Linked DNA regions of Mus musculus: region 1 is linked to region 2. The links are chromatin contacts, called in public Hi-C maps. All regions are on one chromosome and are shown on one strand. Each heading gives the region's core, a stretch centred on a gene start, on an enhancer-like site or on the middle of the called end of the contact. The rest is flanking DNA. Distances are from core to core; before and after follow the strand shown.

Region 1 (6,843 bases), core at 1,261-3,760, 480 kb before region 2:
GAGTCAAAACCCCAGATAGTCATGTTGATGGTGTTATGGCTGGTTTTGAATCTGTTTTATGCCTTTCTAAATAGGTCATGCCTTTATCCATATCTCTGGAAAAGGAATAAATGGGAAAAAGCTTAACGCTCACAAGCCATGGGGTCTCCAGATGCGTCTGACATTGCTGGTCTGAGCACAGCTAGCACTCTCCAGATTCAGCTGTGGGTTTGCCATGGCTCTCAACCTTCCTAACACTATGGCCCTTTAATACAGTTCCTCGTGTTGTGGTGTGATCCCCAACCATAAAATTTTTTTTGTTGCTACTTTAAAACTGTAATCTTGCTACTATTATGAATCATAATATAAATATTTTTGGAGATAAAGGTTTTTGCTGAAGGGGTTGTGACCTAAAGGTTGAGAATTGCTTTTGTGGTCTAGGCTTTTGTGGAGCTAAAATCTGTACACAGTAAGAAGGGTAGGTGTCATTAGTCTTTCAGACAAGAGGGACACACCCACCTTGAGGTCCTCCAGGAGACAAGGCAGTGATAGTCCTATATGGCTACTTCTGACATACTGGGGGACCTGGGGCTGAAGAAAATTATGGGAAGTACCAGTGTAGGCAGTTCTCCTAGGCTTCAGGACAGCATCCCTGAGAGAAACATACTTCCAAGAGGGAAGGCCCAGGGATACCAGAACACAGTAGAAAACAAACCATGTGCTCTTTTCAGGCTCCCCATCAGTGATATCTCAGGGCACTGTGTTTATGGAGGACACAGAAAAGAGACACAGCGAAGAGTTGTCCAAGGTGAGGAGTCCAGGCCATTTCAAGAAAGGAAATGAAAAGCTAGAGACATGGGAGCGGGCACTGGGGCAGGTGGCTTCAGGGACAGGCTAGAGAAGGGTTCCCTAGATATGACCCACAGGACCAGTGGTGTAGACTGTTATGTGCAGGAAGCCCATCATGGTCTTCTCCACAGCTATGAGTTATTATCATCTGCAATAAAGCTTTGGTTTATTTTTCTGTCATTTTCCTTGGAGGCCACAGTGACTGGATGATCCATGATGCATTTTATACACACACACACACACACACACACACATCTTTTGGATGATCCATGATTTATTTTATACGTATATATATATATATACATATACACATACATATATGTGTATATGTATATATATCTTTTCTACTATTTCTTCTTTAATACTAATATATGTATAATATAAATACAATATACAAGTCTATAATAACATATGATATATAATGTGTAATATAGACATATATTAGTATTAGGAAATATATATTAGTATCTAATATAATTATAACATTATATAATAGCATAATATAATTAGTATATAATAATATATTATATATCTAATACACACACACACATAAACAGAAACTTTATTATCCTATTTCCTGATACCCAGTGCACAAAACACAAGGCAGCCCCTTGACTTTTATACAGTATAGACAGACACATCTAGGGCAAAGCACCCAGAGGACTGACTTGTCAAGAGCATTGCTTATTAACTGTCCTTTTTACTTAAGCCTTTGTTTTAAATGGAATCCTCAGTCACTAAGATCACGCTTTTTAACTTAGAGTTCAAGCTTATGGGGGAAGTATAACCCAGCTGGGGCAACTTTAAATGACCACACCAAGGCTTGCATAGCATACCTCCTGAAATTGGAATAAAGGGATTGGCTATGTTTAGAGAGTTTGTAAGTTTATCAGGAAACCATCGTATGGATGACTTGCTGGGGTGCAAAAGCAGAGAGTGTATCCAGATAGCTTGATTATCCCTTTCACTTGAGGATTGCCACTGGCATTACCACGCCGCTCTCCTCTCTGCCCTTCTCTCTGTCTACTTTCTTGGTAGTCTGTTCCTCCAAACTTCAGCTTATTATCCTTCTCAAAAAGCCATCCATTTGGCATGTGGCCAGCTCCCATATCTGAATAGTGGCTCTAACAAGATGGGCTGATTCAGTGTGTACAAGCGCACAAGTGGTTGAGTACGTGGTTGTTTTCCTGTGTGCACGTGAACATCTGAGTAGCACACACAGATGCGTATGTGAGTGAGTGTGTGTGTGAGAGGGAGGTGGGGGGCACTGTTCCTGCATTTGGGCATGCATGATCTTCGCATGCACATGCATTTATTGCATGTACTAGAACACTCAGTAATCAGATGCGGCAGGTTAGTTGAAAATACACATTCCTCACACCTTAAAATCAACTTGTACTTACGTAGTTGTAGGCCAGGTCTGGGTGGAGATAGTCAATTCCTGTGAAGAGATAACACAGGAGTGGAAGGTTAATCAGCGCCTGCCACTGTATCTTCAAAGCTGCCCAGGAATAGCTGCTTCCTGCAGGAATGATGGCGGAGACTTGTGGGAGAGGGGGGCAGTGCTTACCCTGAACCCTCTGCCTTGCCTTGCTTTGCCTTTCTGTGTGGAGGAGGGCTGCATCACTTCCTTGGTGGAGAGACAGACAGCTGCCCCCAGACGTACTGCAGAGCAGTGAAGCCAATTAGAGCTCCGGGCCCACGGATAATGTTTCCGGATAAATGTCAGCAGTAAGGGGCTTAGTGACTGTGAGATGGATGGCTCATCGCTGCAGCGATGTAAAAGAGATTTGTAGAAATCCTGACATTTCTAACGCATCTCCTCTGAAATGAACCTGGCCCCGGGGAGGAAAAGCGATGATTATTTAACAGGGCACGGAGAACCACGGATTAGGAGAGCACACTCCAGCATGGAAATAAGAGGCGCACTGCTAGGCAAGAAAAGCCATTAGGAGAAAGCTAGCGGTTTCTAGTGAGGTGTTGCCAGCTGGGAGCTGATGCTTGTCTCTCCAGAACGTGCCTTTCTGGAAAGCCAGAGGCTTCAATTCCCTTGGCTGGAGTTCTGTGTTTTGTTCTTGAGCCAAAGCCTATCCTGTGCTCAGGAGTCATTGCTCGGGTAGAATTACGGTTTATTTATGCTTCTGAGTTCCATCTGAAAATTTGATTTTGACCTCAGAAATCACTGTAGAACACGAGGGGTAACTGAAAGGTTCTTAACCAGCCCTGCTGTGCTATTGTATCTTAGCATACGCTGTATTGTGCTTATATGGAGCAATGGAACAGGACCCCGCAACAGGGTCATAAATGAAGGTATTTGGAGCCAAAGAGCAGAGTTTGACTCCCAACCACTATGATAATGAGCAGTATGGCGTTAGGCTGGTTGCTTGACCTCTCTGTGCTTATTTACTTCTTGAACAATTGGAGATGAGAAAAGGGCATGCCTCAAAGAGGCTCATGTATGTGGTATGTTTAGTCTAGCAGTCGATGCATTTTATTACTATCCTGGGATGCTAGACTTATAAGCTAGAATTATCGTTAAGTACCGCCTGCTGTCATCTTTGTGTTATACCTAGTAAGGCTGTGCCACTATTACAGGGGCTGTGCCAGCCATCTTACATAGGGCTATCCTAAGGCTTTGTAGTAGAGAACAAAAAAGCAAAAAGCAAAAACAAACAAAACCAAAAACCAAAAACCAAAAACCAAAAAAAAAAAAAAAAAAACCCAACAAAAAACAACCAACCAACCAAAAAACCCTCAAACAAGTAAAAACCAATCAGCCAAATCCCCCCAAAACAACCTAACCCCAAAACCAACCAACCATCCAACCAAAACAACCAACCAACCAACCAACCAAAACCAAGATCAAATCAAAACAAATAAAACCTCTTGAGTTAGAATGCACATATTCTAAAAGTAAATTTTCTCTTTTTTCCCTGGTCTCACTTATAATTTGTGGGCTGAGAGTTACTGAACAACGATGTGGGAGTACAGCTAGTCACCTGTCACTCATGGACATGATGCTTTCTCTCCCTACTCTCCTGACAAAGATCTGAGGGAGAAAAGTGATCTGCAGAGACCAACAGATCCAGTTCTAGTCTAGTGCCAGACACAGTGACACTGATGTGGATTTTATCAAGTGACTCAATAGCTCCCAGTTTTGACTTTGTCATCTTTGAAATGGGGCTAAGGTTTACCTTGGAAAGATCTTTCACAGATTGAAAACAATCCATGGAAGTGCTTGGCTAGCAGCAAACATGCTAATGGATTCCTACCATCATCATCATTAGAACGGCATTATTGTGAATATAACGTGTTCCCTCCAGGCTTATATGTGAATGCTGATTTCTCAGCTGGTGGCACTGCTTGAGAGCGTTATGGAACCCTCAGGAGGTGGAGTGTCACTGGACGAAGTATGTCACTGAAGATGTCCTTTGAGGTTTTATATTACAGCCCCATTTCCCGTTATTTATCTCTGCCTTCTGTGCGAGGGAAGATATGATCAGTCTGTTTTCTGACTGCCAGGCTGGCCTCACACTCCTCCATGCCTTCGCAGAGGACTGAATTTCCTCTGGAACTGTAAACTAAAATAAAACCCCTTTAACTAACTTGCTTTTTGTGTATTTTATTAGAGCAGCAGAAAATTAACTATTAAAAAAAATTGGCTTCAGAGAAGTGGTTTTGTTGCTGTGATAAACCTGTTCATGCTTTTTTTTTTTCTTGAAGAGACTTGAAGATTTTGGAACTTTAGCTAGAAAAGCTTTAAGTGCTGAGGGCAGAACGTAATGGGCCATTCTTTTAGGGCCTTGGAAGACAGAAGGTCGGAGAGTGCAATGAACACTAGACACCCAGCTTATGAAGTTTGAGGATTTTATTAGCAACTGGGTTAGAGGCCATTCGCGTGATATTTCATCAAAGAATCTGACTGCATTCTGCCTGTGTCCTGAGAACTTGCATGAAGCTGAATTAAAAAGGAATAGGCTAATTTCTCCAGTGGAGGAAACTTCAAGGCAGAATAACATTCTATGCAATAATTCTTCCTGATAAAGTGTGCACAACGGGAAGGAAGAGAGCATCAGGAAGATTAAGGTTGTCGCTAAGGCATATGTTGAAAAGGATACTACCTTTAAAGGGCTTCCTGCCTTTACAAAGCTTCCTGCTCTACACCAAAAATTCAGGAAAGTTTCCCTAAAGGCAAGATCTTCCTTATGAAAGGAGAAAGATTCCGAGGTTTCCTGGTTCTAGAAAGCAAATACCTAGGGGGATTTTTTTTTTTTATCAGTATCAGTGAGCAGATGCAAGTGATACAACTGTGGTTCAGAGAAAAAGGCTCCACCCCAGGTTGGTAGCAGACCCTGGCAATGTTCTTTACTGGGTGGGTAGGGGCACGACTTTCACTCTGTGGTTTCAGGGAGCAACTGTGGCTAGGTAATGTGTGTTGTTCTTGGAGGCTTGGAGTCCCTGTGAGGTCCTGAGAAGTCCTGAGAGGCTATTCTGCAAAGCTGTGAAGTTGAAGCCTGGGTTGAGATGAAGATTCAAAGATGTTAGAGATACCTGCTATGGAGGGCTGCACATAGGGAGTAGTACAAGCCTGAAGGAGAGAGAGATGTCAGGCAGCAGAGTTGAAAGGGTGGAGTTGCCCAAGCTCTTTGAAACTGAGGTCCCAGATGCCAGATCCAGAGCTACAGGTTTTGGTATTTATCTTGCTGGTTTCAGTCTAGATTTTGCTCAATCTTTCCTCACTGTGTCCCCATTCCTCCTTTTTGGATTGGGTGTGTATATTTTATATATCAGAAGTATATATTTTATCTTTTGGTTTTACAGTTTACAGTAAGGGTTTACCTTGAGTCTTAGAAAGACTTTGGGCATTTGAACAGTGTTGCTATTTTAAAGACTATAGGACTATTGAAATTGGACTAAATGCATTTTGTATTATGAAATGGCCTCAAGACTGTGGGACCAGGTAGGAACTTGTGGTTTGAATATAAAATTACCCCCACAGGCTCATACACATAAACGCTTGATCTCCAGCTGGTGCTGGTATTTGGGGAGGTTGTGGAACCTTAGGGGGTGGGGCCTCACTGGAGGAAGTACATAAGTAAAGATGAACTTTGACACTCATATTATAGTCCCACTTCCTATTCTCTCTCTCAGCTTCTTGCATGGTGATGAAATGTGATCAGTCACCTTCCTGACTGCCAGGTGAGCCTCTTCCTCCTGCTGTCATGTGTCCCCTGTCATGATCCACTGTCTCCCCTCTGAGACAGAAGTAAAAACATGATTCCATGTTCTGAAAATACTTTTTGTTTAAGAGAAGCATTGGTAATCTCTTCTCTGTGAAAGGAAATATGAGTGTAAGGAGTTAATATGAGACCAGAGGAAATAATATTTTAGTAAAATATATTTATTATAATTATAAGAAAGAATCTTTAGTAAGGTTAAGAGAAAATGTTGGTAGAATGGTTACAGACTTGGGGTTGAGAAAGAAAATATTGTTGATAGAATTGTAAAGGATGAAAGACATTTTCCTACCAATGAAAGAATGATCTAAATGGAAGTAATAGCCTGATAGATTATGTTTTAATGTTCTTGTATGCTTGATTATCTCTTAAAGTAGAATATATTGACACATGTTCTGGTGTGTGTGTGTGTTGCACATGTGTCCTTATGCATGTAGAGGGCAGAGGGAGATATCAGATGTCTTCCTCAGTTGCTCTCTGCCTTGTTCTCTGAGGCAAGACCTCTCACTGTTCCTGCCCTCACTGATTCAGTGAGGCTGACCTCCCAGTGAGCTCCAGGGATCTGCCAGTCTCTGCAGCCTGACCTTGATCCTCAGTGCTGGGGTACAGGTGTGCACTGCTGCACTCAGCTTTCACAAGTGTGCTAGGGATGGGGACTCAGGTCCTTATACTTGTACAAAAGCTTTATTGACTGAGCCTCCTTCCCTGACTGAACATATTCTTTTCTTTCTTTAGAGACACCAGCAGAACTTTCCAGTAGAGTCCATCATCTCACAGA
Region 2 (7,000 bases), core at 4,146-6,645:
TCCAGTCACCTGATTTGAGGAGGAATTTCCATGATTAGTTTGGCTTTTCCCCCTTTCACCTCCTTTGAAGCACTGTTAGCACTTGTCAGAGAATTGATTATGACATCTTTGGTACTACTGCCCACTCTAGTTATTGCTCTAAGTGTTAACTTCTCAACCCCCAACTGCACTGCTGTCTTCTCCTAGGTAGCATGGACTTTATGCTATGGGCACTTCCCTAACTGTTCAGTAATGAGAGTACTTAGAGCCAGATCAATTGATTCTCTGGTCAAAGTCATCCCAGACTGTGGGTTTGCTCTTTCTGTGGTAGTGCTGACTGTGATTGCTGACTTGTTTAAAGGATTTTAATTGAAGCAGGACCCAGTTGACATGAAGGAATGTTTGTTCACAGAGACGTGAGCAGAAAATGGAGCCCTATCAGAATGCCTGTCATCACGCTGTAGAGATGAGTTTCCCCATGTACCATGTCTTGGACTGTCTGGTGTTCTTAAACCATGAAGAGAAATGTGACACTTCGGAAGTCCTAAGTGACTTTCTTCCTTTCAAAAATTATTTCAGGCTTGGCTTCCCAGCAATTCCGAGGCCATTTCTGTTCCTATTGGGTTCATGCTTTGCATTTTTATGGGCTTTAAGCATCTCTTTACATACAAGGACTGTTCATCTCCTCAATGACCCCATGATCCAAGCAGGGTGAACACAGTGCAATCATCTGCATTAAACCATTTGGAAGCTGGAGCAAGTTTAGCCGAGATAGCAAAACAGTGTCTTGGACTAAAATCTCCCTCCTACTAATCCAGGAGACTCTACTGTGTTCTGAACAGTGTAGAATGTGAACTTCATTTGTGTGTGTATTTAATCACATATTGTAAGATGAAGGGAGGCATTTGATTTATGAAACATTGAGATGTTCTTCTCCTAAGGAGTTTTCTAATGAAAATATAACCATATATTCAACACCTAGGTTGACTATTATCTATAAACACACACACACACACACACACACACACACACACACACACACACACACACACACACACACACACAATGTTTTCTTGCTTTGCCTCCAAAATTGCCTTTCAGAGCTAGCACTCTTTTAGTCTGCACAGATGCCATGCTAAATGCCACAGGCTGGAAGACATAAATGAAAATAGTACTGTCTCACAGTCGTGGGGACTGAAATCCAAGATCAAAGCACCAACTTTAATTTCTGGCTGCAGGGAGTTGGGGGTGGTTCTTCCTGGCTTATACATGACTGTCTTTGCTGTATTTCCACATGGAAGAGGGTAAGGACAAAGGACAGCAAAGTCTATGGTGTCTTTCCCTAGAAACACATTGATCCTACTACCATGAGGAAGAGGTAGTGAGTGACCACCCAATTTCCTGCTAAAATCACTAAACCCAATAATTTTTCAAAGGCCCAGGAACCAGATACTATCTCCTTGGGGATCTGAGCCTCAACATGTGAATTTTCAAGGAACATGATGTCTAGCATCGCACATCTGTTTTCCTGGAGTCTATATTGTTCTCATATGCAAAAAATATGTTTACTTTATCTCAGTAGCACCCCCTAAACTGTAACTCATTCCAGTGTCAACTCTGAAGACTTAAGTCTCAACTAACTATCGTCTAATCCAGGTATGGATGGGACAATTTCAAAGGCTTTGAACTCTTCAGCTGTAGACCTGAAAAGCCAAATAAGGGATCTGATTATGAAACACAGCAGTGTGACAGGTGTGGATAAACATTCCCTCAAAGCAGCTACAAGAAGGAAGCAATCATAACAAGTCCAACCCCCAAATTCCATTCGCTCATGAGTGTCAAATGTGACATTTTTTGGCTTTCCTGTCTCCAGACCCATTGCTGTGGCAGTATCACACTCAGGGCTCCAGAAGACCACCTGACACCTTAGCTCTGTCCCCAAGACTCCAGTTAGAACCTATCTATCCTACTAGAATCAAGATGGGAGCCACTATTAACTGTCAGTCACTGTTGGAGTCATTTCCTGTCCTTCTAAAAGTAGGCTATGTTTACAGCCTGTCAAAGCCAAGAACTGTTGGTAGCCTGCCTCCTTGTCTTCCTTCCTTCCTTCCTTCCTTCCTTCCTTCCTTCCTTCCTTCCTTCCTTCCTTCCTTCCTTCCTTCTTCCCTCCCTCCCTCCCTTCCTCCCTCCCTTCTATCCATCTTTCCTTCTTTCCTTTTTTCCTTCCTTCCATACATCTTTCCTTCCTTCTATCTTTTGTCCCTTCCTTCCATCCATCTTTTCTTTCTTTCCTTCCATCTTTCCTTGCTTGCTTGCTTCTCCTTCCTTCCTTCCTTCCTTCCTTCATTCCTTCCTTCCTTCCTTCCTCCCCATTCCTTTCCATTCCCACTAGCAGTATTTCTGTTCACATAACCCAGCACAGTGTTTATCAGATGATTTTTCAAGTACTCCTTTGGCACAGATGAGTAAGGCATAGCCCAGCTCTTCAGTGAGCTTTCCATCTTCTCAGACTGAGGTATACGGAATCTTATTTCAGAAAGCAGATGTGTGTCTGAAAGCACACAGAGTGGCTGGTCCCATCTCTGGAGAATTGTTTTACTGCATCCTCACCTTGCCAAAGCTCACCTTAAACCCATTCTTCTTAAGGGCATTAGAGTGTAAAGGGGAAAATCTAGTTATTTTACTTGGCTACTGACACTTGTTCAGCAAGATAATGACCAGTCCTGCTGTTTAAGACCCTCCCTTGCCTGCATCTCTCCAGTCTCACCACTTCTAAACTTGAACTGTATTGTATACCAGATTCTGTCTGTCCAGTCACATCATTACTGAATAAAGTCACTGAGAATGATGAATCGGCTGATACTGAACCATTGCTGTTAGGGAAAATTCAGGATTATGTTCCTAGAAGCCTCTCCAATCAAACCTTTGTACCAGCCTTGACAAATAGACAGACAGACAGACAGACAGACAGACAGATAGATAGATAGATGTATATAACAGCTTATGTGATACAAAGTCAAAGCTTATGTGATATTAACTCATTTGCATTGAACTCCAGTCAGTTGCACTATATGACTTAACTCATGAATGGAATTTCCCTAATACGTATGATTTCTGCATAAGACACATACAACCTTTTCACTAGTATCGGTAATATGAGAAATCACTCCAGCTCTATGAAAGGGATGTAAACATACATCACAACAAAAAGCAAAGAAAGTAGGAAATGAGACACTACATAACCCATGAAAAGGACACATGAGCAGCCCAAGACTGGAGCCAGAAAGACCAACTCTGCTCACTGTGCTGGGAAAGGTAATGTTGTTGTGTGACTGAAACCATGTGGTATGTGTGTGTGAGTGTAGGCCATAAACATTAGTTTGTGGTTTTCAAGTGTATTTTAGCAAATAGGTGAATTTGCAAATACAGAATCCACTAAAACAATGAGCAACTGTCCTTGTTACTACCCACTTTCTGGTTTGCAGCTCTCCACCTGTTTGTCCGGATCTACCTATGGTGAGAGTATCTGAAGGGGAGAAGTGCTCCTTAGGTACAAGAGCAGTAAGAGCTTATCCTGCTTCTGTAGAAATGAATCACCTCCCTCTGTGTTGTGTCCTCAGACTTGTGCTATTCCAGCCAAGGACTGGCCTAACCTAGTCTAGATTATAATATGGTCATCCATTATGAAGCATTTAAATAAGATGTAGAGTTCCCTTATTAGACTTGATGACTTGAATGCCCGAGAATCACCACTCTTCATCTTGCTTCTTCGTATTTATGATTAAGGGAGAGGGGAAACCATTGTTTTTCATCCAAATGTACCACAGGATTCTTTGTGGACTCCTTGGGTAGTGAGAGCTTCCCGCAGAGATGGGAGGCCCAGCCCGTGGCCTCTGATTCTTACCTGTTGGAACTTTATTTTTCTAGACAAAGCAAAGCAAGGGCATATGCTTTGCACATGTGCCTCTCACTCATCTACCCAGAAATTCCATAATGGAGGTAGAAATGGTTCTCCTATGGGGAAAGACAAGAGACAGGAAAGTAAGAGGTGTACAGGAAGAGGGTGTGTGCTGTACCCACATTGGTTTGATCACAGAAGCCTGGTTAACATTATTATCCCATGTCAGCTCTTCAAACATACACATTCCCAGGCAGGGCATCATATACTCCCTCCTACAGCCCCATTCTCTGTTTTTCTCTTAGTTACATAACAGATATGGGCTTGTAATGTACAAAGCAGTACTCCAGAAGCAACAGACAATACAAAAGCAAGTCAGATGTTATCCTCCGTAAGCTCAATGACAATGGACCATCAGCCTGGGAAATAAGGAAGGCCTTATGGAGAAGAGGACCTGCATTTGACTTGAGGAACAGTTATTAGGGGAAGAACATGGGTAAAGGGATCAGAAAGTGGGAATCCAAAATGGGAGATTAGGTGCAAGGAAGACTGAGAATTGTGAGTTTTAGGTCAGCCTGGTACCTTGGTGAAACACTCTCCATAAAAGTGAAAATACAAAAAAAACCAAAAACAAAAACAAAAACATGGAAATCAGGAAGAAGGATGAAGAAAGGCTGAATGTACAACTGGCTCAACATGCGAAAAGTCCTGAATTCAAGAGGTGAATTTAAAAAGACACAGATGAGGACAGGACATAATAGCCATGGGTCATATTTGATAGTAACTTCATTACTGTGGTCAACATTTCAAAGTTCATTAGAGAGACAGCTGAAGGGCAGTTCAGTGCCTAAGGAGCAAGTAAAAAGATTTGCAGCTGTCAGCTAGGACACCATAATAAAACCTCACAAACACAGGCAAGGGAGCTTAAACAACACAATGTTATTTACTTATCACAGTTCTGGAAGCTGGAAGTCGAAGAAGAAGGTATTGCGTGGCCTCGTTTCCTCTGGCTTCTTTTCTGAGCTGGCACAGCAGACGCCTTTTATCTTTTATACCCATGTAGTCTAGCCTTTGTTCTATGTCCAAATATCTTTTTCTTAAGATGATACAAATCGGATGTCCTTTAATTGCTATCACTTTAACCCACTTGCTTCCTTACAGACTCTACTTCCAAACTCAGTCACAGTCTGAAACACGGGGGTTAGAACACATACATTTTCAGAGGACACACCAGCCCATACCATGGGGTAAGATGGAACATGAGGAGGACCTTGAGTGGTCACTTAAGAGGCTTTTCAGCAACCATGGCAGGCAATGGCCTCAGAAAGAGGCAAGAAAGTTCTATGATGAGCATTGATTGGCTGTCTTTATTCCTCAGGAGGAAGATCTCACTACCAAGAGTTCTGCAAAGCATGCAGGGAGAACAAAAAAGGCAGCTAGATTAACTCGCCAAGATCCCTGGACCCAAAGTCGTCACTTCTCACTGCCTCTCTGTAGAGAGAGGGTTGCTTCTGACAGCCCACCCACGCACAACAAAATGTCTCATTGCTCTGTGGGCTCCGTGCATTGGCATCACATCCCCTCATGCCTGGAATCTGAACCACCGCCAGGACATTCCTGAGTGACAGCTCCCATGAACTAATTATTAATGTTCTTGGCACTGAGGCTGGGTGGGCATTTATTCCCATTACTCAGGGCTGGTGATAGATGGGGATTTGCACAGGCTGCATAATTTCTTCATGTCTCCATAAGTCTCTGCCTTCTGCTGGCATTTTAAGGAATGTATTTTTACAGAAGTTGGCACTATTCAGTAATTTTCCAGGAGGGCACATTGCCCAGGCCAGATGGACATATTTTTTTTTCTGGTTCCAGCTGGTAAGTCCTGTTTGATAAGATCCTATCCCATCCTACTTGAACAAGGATGCACAATTTGCTTGCAAGTTGGGTAGTGAAAAATGACCCTAGTGGCAGGTTGTGACAGAGGGCTGAGGTGGGAGGGCCACCCTGGGAACTACAACTATTGCCAGAGTCAGAAGCTCCACAATCACAAACCTGATGAGTGCCAAGGAAGGGCATTTCTGTTTGAGCATACATTGTGGGGCAGGCTGTCTTGAAGCCCTAAAGAGTTTCTCCTTTATAGCATTGATATCTCTGTTCCTCTCTGAATCTTTCCATGGTTAGACAGAGAATCCTGACATGGTCAAGACATCACTACAGTGTCCAATTTTACTGCAATATGGGATCCTTTGCTATCTGTCATACAGAGCAGGTGTCAGCTCAGGTCTCCTTGCACATCATCCTCAGCAGGAGAGTGCACACCAAGCAGGCAGGTCGCATACCACTCTGGACATGGTGCCCAGTGCATGGCAAAGACCTCCTGGAAGATAGTCCTTGGGCTCTACATATGGCTTCGCTTCTCTCACTTTTTGATAAGCACGAGTCTAGAGGGACTGAGTCCAGGCAGCACTTTCGAAGAAAGCCACTTTACCTAAGAAGTAGTGCTGGGCACACCTTTGATCCCGACACTTGAGAAGCAGAGGCAGGCAGACTGAGTTCAAGGCCAGCCAGGTCTCCAGAGTGAGTTCCAGAACATCCAAGGTTACACAGAGAAACCCTGTCTGGAAAAAGCATTGGGGAAAGGGGGGAGTAATGGCACCATCAGTGAATAAACACACCTGACTTGTCTCTCCTTTCCTTCTCTGTAATTGGGCATAATTTTACATCTGTTGAATGTTGATCACTTTTATATCTTCTCCCCATCTGTTTCTCTTTCTGATCTGGAGTCTGTGTGTGTAAGAAAGTGGCCCCTCTCTGAATTCTCTCTACTCACGCATCTCATGTTTTCCTTCTGGTGAGGATCCTACGGCTGCACTCTGCCTAGCCATCTCTCTTGCTACAACCTCTTCACTGTTTTCCTGCCTTCCACCTGCTACCACTAACAACATGGTGGAAGCTTGACGATCTTCACATTCATCGGGCAATTATTTTGACTTTTACTGGAAGACAACAACAGAAAATTACTAAGAAACACGACTTGTTCCCAGTTAGCAGATATAAAAATGAAATGGAGTCAAGACTAAGTGGTGTGTTTGAGATACGGCTCTGGGAAGGAAAATCAGCTTG

The links. Hi-C and Micro-C count contacts between places; a contact is called where the count stands out from the background.
Region 1: a Hi-C map of cerebral cortex shows a contact between it and region 2, with 1.8 times the contacts expected there. The contact joins two enhancer-like sites. A contact is called at or near these places in 1 of 484 Hi-C or Micro-C datasets (cerebral cortex), 1 of 115 datasets of contacts at active chromatin or transcription factors (neural progenitor cells) and 1 of 9 other capture datasets (embryonic stem cells).

What each region holds. Positions count from the first base shown.
Region 1 is chr2:143,692,083-143,698,925 of GRCm38.p6, reverse strand. It overlaps Pcsk2 (proprotein convertase subtilisin/kexin type 2), which reads right to left. Exons shown (of 12, transcript NM_008792.4): 5 at 2,232-2,269. Among named protein-coding and RNA genes, the nearest start is that of Pcsk2os2, 94 kb to the left of the region's middle. Within about 2 kb of position 2,510, at least 30 of the 459 cell types and tissues checked have an H3K27ac peak or open chromatin away from gene starts, as enhancers often do. A contact at or near this core is called in cerebral cortex, where this site is marked.
Region 2 is chr2:143,216,671-143,223,670 of GRCm38.p6, reverse strand. No RefSeq gene overlaps it. Among named protein-coding and RNA genes, the nearest start is that of Otor, 140 kb to the right of the region's middle. Within about 2 kb of position 5,395, at least 19 of the 459 cell types and tissues checked have an H3K27ac peak or open chromatin away from gene starts, as enhancers often do. A contact at or near this core is called in cerebral cortex, where this site is marked.